Regions from separate parts of the Scleropages formosus genome. Here region 2 is linked to region 1. The links are chromatin contacts, called in public Hi-C maps. All regions are on one chromosome and are shown on one strand. Each heading gives the region's core, a stretch centred on a gene start, on an enhancer-like site or on the middle of the called end of the contact. The rest is flanking DNA. Distances are from core to core; before and after follow the strand shown.

The links. Hi-C and Micro-C count contacts between places; a contact is called where the count stands out from the background.
Region 2: a contact with region 1 is called in a Hi-C map of muscle, with 3 times the contacts expected there. The contact joins the promoter of LOC108938612 here to the promoter of LOC108938442 in region 1. A contact is called at or near these places in 2 of 2 Hi-C or Micro-C datasets (both in muscle).

The regions. Positions count from the first base shown.
Region 1 is chr17:10,385,298-10,387,957 of fSclFor1.1, reverse strand. It overlaps LOC108938442 (xenotropic and polytropic retrovirus receptor 1 homolog), which reads left to right and starts at 1,339. Exons shown (of 14, transcript XM_018758998.2): 1 at 1,339-1,381; 2 at 2,242-2,334; 3 at 2,501-2,660. The coding sequence starts at 1,339.
Region 2 is chr17:10,585,518-10,588,177 of fSclFor1.1, reverse strand. LOC108938612 (guanine nucleotide exchange factor VAV2-like) reads left to right here and starts at 1,345. Exons shown (of 28, transcript XM_018759357.2): 1 at 1,345-2,660.

The DNA.
Region 1 (2,660 bases), core at 90-2,589:
TTAAATTATTTAGGGGTTTGTGATTCTTTGTGTGCACACAGTATGACGGCCATCGTGTCCTCATTCTCTCGCTCTTGTTCATTGCCTCCCTCCTCCCCCTCCTCATTTGGCTCCCCTCTTTGAGAGACACTCAGGTGTGGCCAGACCTGCCATAGCACCGTAAGAGAGGGACGAGAGGGCAGCCTGCATTTCCTGACCTGGGTTTCCAGCAGCAGCACTCATGAGCTTCTCAGATCACCTGGAAGCGTACATGACCAAGGAATGGAAGAAGCAATATATCAGCTATTCGGTGAGCAAGCTGATCTATTTGATGGGTAACACAGAGGTCATATTAATTTGTGCATATATCTTTAATAAGCTTGGCAGGTGCTAAATGGCACCAACAAGCCTGACAACACAAAGTGGCTCAGGTGCAGGACTGTGAGTAGTAAAAAAGACATTCAAACCAAATCTCAGCAAGGGATTGATGTAAAGAAGTTAGGTGGAGACATGCTTGTTAATCGCTGGTATCTAAAAGCTATGAGTCCCATTCAAGGGCCTGTTCCAGTACCCTGAACACTCATTTCGAAGAAAATGAACAGACTGTGACAGTCTATAACACAGAATATCTGACCTTGGTTTCTGGTTTCTGTTACCAGCTCTTGGAGGCGATGCTTTGCGCTGGTGTGAGGCACAGGTCCTCCTCGGATGGGGGTAAGGTAGCACTTTTACATACTACACAGCTACTAAAAAGCTTCTATCTATCTATCTATCTATCTATCTATCTATCTATCTTCAGGTATTTTGGCTGACAGTGGGTGGGATATCAGGGCTGTATTGTATGACAATAGTACCACATACAGCTGTGTGACCTGGACAGTTACTACTTCTGGTACAGGGACTTCCTTTAACTAACAGCGATTAATTCTGCCTGAATAATTCATGGCCAAACTAAACAAAAGCAATACCTTTTATACTTGGATGGAGAAGCAAATTGTAAGAGGAGGAGTCTACCAACATGGTCTACTACCCACTTATTCAGTAAAATGTCACAAATAATACAATCCACTTGCTCATCACAAATTCTGATAAAAATAACTAGTAATTGATTATTATTATTATTATTATTTTGAAGGCACCAAGGTACGAAACACATTGAGTCAAATTTGCAATGCATGTGCAGATGAACTGCGGTAAGCGTATATTTAAAGCAACCCAAGCGAGCTCTCCCTTCACTCTACCCCTCCTACATCTCCCTGGGGTCCTGCTATGATAATGACGTGCAGTGCCCAGTGCTATTGTCTGCAATAACAATACAGAGAAAGACAGATGGATTCAGATAAACTTGCCAAGCTCGCTATGAATGCCTCCAAAACCATCATTCTTTCCCTGGTAAGGACTGGTAAGTACCTTTCTAACAATAACTCTCTCATCCCACTGGAGCAATTGTCTCTTTCTGGACTTTAAAGCAATTTAATCATCAACTTTAGAAATAAACATTCAACTTAGAAATCTTCTGTAAGGTTAAAGAAAAATGCATGATGTCCATTCTCTTTTAGGTTCTAGTTTGAGATGGTTTAAAACCTCATTTTATAACAAAAGAAAATTGTAACTTTAAAATGATGGTCCCACTTTTTTCAAACAAAGGAACATAAGGTTTATTAATTATTTAGTGATTATTATAAAACAAGCCAAGGTTCAGAGGTGATGTGGAGGTCAGGGAGTGACTCATAGATTAAATTATTAAATAGTATTTAGCTGTTGCATTTTTCCAAGGTAATTTACACTAATGGATAAAGTACCCTAAACTCCCTAAAGTCATTCACACATTTGTACAGCAGAGCACTGCAACGCTCACACACTACAGGAAATTTGGACTCGAAAAACACATCTTTGGACTGTGGGAGGAAACCCACATCAATGTGGGGAGAACATGGGGAACTTGCAAATTCCACACATACTGAGCTGAATTAAGACACACATGTACATGCACAGCCTCATAGTTCTCTTCCATTCAGAAAGTAGCCTGAAAGTATCCAGAAATTACAGTATGTTGAGAGAGCCAAATATCTGAGTCTTGATGCTGCATTTCAAACAGATGTAAATATTACCAGAGCTGTTACTGGAATGCTCTGAGATCACCATCGCTCAGTGACTTCAGTTTATTGCCTCTTGGCATTTTCACTGGGATCTCCACAGCAATTCCCTGTACCATGGATGATCATTTTCACATGATCACAGTGAGCCTGTTCTCTCTTGTAGATCACATCTGTCAAAGGAACCTGAGGTCTGTAGAGGAGGTATTCTTTCAGACATGTGACAGGGAACTTGCCAAGGTTAACCACTTCTATTCAGGTAAGAAAGAAAACATGCATAGCAGATCTAGACTTAGAGGGGCTCCTAGTCAGCGAACTGAGCTTCACTAACTGCTCTCTTCCATCTTTTGCTGTATTCCTCATCCATCCATCCATCCATCCATCAGCAACATGACGATAAAATGATTTTTGCTTTTTTCTGTTAGAGAGGCTGACCGAGGTCCAAGCAAGGCTTACTTCACTGAAGCTAGCATTAAGGACTCTCCATGAGAGCCAGAGAGCTAAGCATGGGTCCAGGACAAAGCTGAGATGGCTCCTTCAGGTCATCAGAATGGACAGTGGGCAACAGACTGAGAGGGAACTAAA
Region 2 (2,660 bases), core at 96-2,595, 200 kb before region 1:
TCAGACACTGCCAGGAGCACGGTCTCCTTGGAGTGACTAACTTTGAATCCAAACTGATATCCATCGAGGATATGGTTCCAGGTGAGAAATTTAGGCTGCCCGTTCTAGAGTTTTAGACAGATAGAGGAGGAGTGAGATTGACCTGTAGTTTTGGACTGAGTTAGGATCCAGAGAGGGTTTCTTTACCAGAGGTGAAATGAGAGCAGTTTTGAAGGCAGATGGAAAGGAGCCAGAGGTGAGCGAGGAGTTGATGATCTTGGAGATGAAGTTGGGGAGTTGCGGGGAGATGGTCTGAAGGAGTGTCGATGGGATCGGATCTAGCGAGCAGGTGGTGGCTCTGTGTGATATCAGGAGGTCGGAGATTTCATATTCTGAGAGTGGCTTGGATTTGGAAAGCATGTCCTTGCAGAGAAGTCCAGCGTGAACAGGGCAGGGTGATGCTGAGAACTTGTCAGTGATTGCGTTGACTTCGTCTCTGAAAAACAAAGCAAAGTTATCAGCAATGAGAGAAGAGGGAGGAGGAGGTGGCAAACAGACTGTGTGGTTTTTGTTGCAGACTGTATTTTGTTGTGGAAGAAGGTGTTGTGTGTTTTTTTTTTTTTTTTTTAGCTGAAGAGACAGCAGAGTGAAAAGTAGCTAAGGGTTGTTTGTAGACATCCAGGTCTATGCGAGTCTTGGATTTTCGTCATCTTCGCTCTGCAGCCCAGAGTTTAGTCCTGTTAGTATGTAATGTATGTCACCCATGGGGTGGCACTGGGGCATGCTGGTCTGGAAGTTAGGGGACAGAGAGAGTTAAGGAAGGAAGACAGGGCAGAGAGCAAAATGTTAGTAGCATCGTCTGTTGATAGATCTGAGAACTGTACAGCAGAAGGGAGAGCGTGGCAGAGGCGAAACAGGAAGGCAGGAGAGATTTTAATTGAACACAGGTCTATGTGCTTTTCAGTTGCTCAGGTATGACATGCTGATCCATATTTATATTTTACTTTATTTGGCATGTTCTGGGGGGCACGGTGGCACAGTGGGTTGGAGCTGGTCCTGCTCTCCAGTGGGTCTGGGGTTCAAGTCCCACTTGGGGTGCCTTGTGATGGACTGGCATCCTGTCCTGGGTGTGTCCCCTCCCCCTCCAGCCTTATGCCCTGTGTTGCCGGGTTAGGCTCCGGTTCCTCGCGACCCCGTATGGGACAAGCGGTTCAGAAAGTGTGTGTGTGTCATGTTCTGAGATGATATACCCCATGCATTAGTAGGCTATACGCAGCAGATTTGGGAGAAGAGCAGCGTCGTGCAGCGGGAGCCCTACAATAGTATACAGGAACAGCCTTTATTGTAGCACCACGAGGTGGCGACATTTCACAGGATATGTTTGTGATCTGGAAACTTTTAACATGAAGAGGTTACGAAGGTTCACAGTATAGAAAAGGGTTTGTTTCTGATAAGTAGCGATGCGCTTGCTTACTTAAACGTCTATCCCTGGTAATACAATTATTTTAAAAGCAGTGCCATAAAGCCTATGAGATGCGATTTGTTTTTTGATGAGGTTCAATGAAATTATAATTAATTCTCAGGAATTTGGTATGACCTTTTTAAGTGACGCACGTAGCGCCTAAAAAAAGAGTAACAACACACAAGGAATGATTATCGAAACAGTTTACATTTGTAATATTTAACAGTACGCACCACTTGTTCCACTAACAAGTGTCCATGTGAAATGGGTTAAAGAGGAATTGTTGCTAGGCCTCTTTACGAGCTGGAAAAGCGATGGAAAGCTGAAGGTCCTCCCGGGCATGAATGCTATTGATAGCGAGGCGCGCGAACAGCACCACGAGCCGTTCCCTCCCACAGGCTCTGACACGTGTGCGCGCTGGGCCGCACCTCCGTTCACATCCTCTCAGCCTACCGCCCCTCCCGCTCGTGAAGCGCGTTCACGTTTCCCGCAAAGACCGCGCGACCGGGCTCCGAGTCGACGAGTTCGGCTCTCTAACTCCGGGGAGACGGAGTGTTGCTGTGCTGGGAGGAGGAAACGAGAATAATAATCTTAAAGATAATACACTAGACTAGTAGTGGATTTACTGAGGGGTCTTAATTGCTTCGGCCTTTTACTTTGACTAAACTTGAGCACATTCTTATTATGGAACGTAAGACTTCACAGCCTTTTAAGTCAGGAAGGATGATATAAAACGCGGTGAAGTCGGCGGAGTGAAGCGTTTTTTTCCTTCCAAGTTGGGATGAGATGTTTGAGAACAGAACTTGTGCGGTGAGGAGTAACAACACGTGTGTGCTGGAGGAGAAGGAGGAGATACCCATTTTTGTTCCCGGAGCCTGAAGTGACCGGCGGTGCTGTTACCCCTGTTATACATGAGCGCACGCGCTTGTCAGCTCGCGCCGCAGTTCTGCTGTAGGACCCTTGTTTTCCCACCGCGAACCTTGAGAAGTGGACGGTCGGGTCGGTGTTTTCGCCTGGCGGGAGTGTTGTGGTGTGTGTGTATGTGACAGCCGCGCTCGGCCGCGTGTCCGAATCACAGCTCGTCCCGCTTCATTGTCCGACGGCGGAGCAGCGTCCCGCGGGAAACCCCCCACAGGCAGCCCGCCTCGAGGCGCGACGTGCGTCGGCAACTCTCCCGCCGAATGTGTAAAACCAGCCGGGAAATTATCTGGTAGAGCGG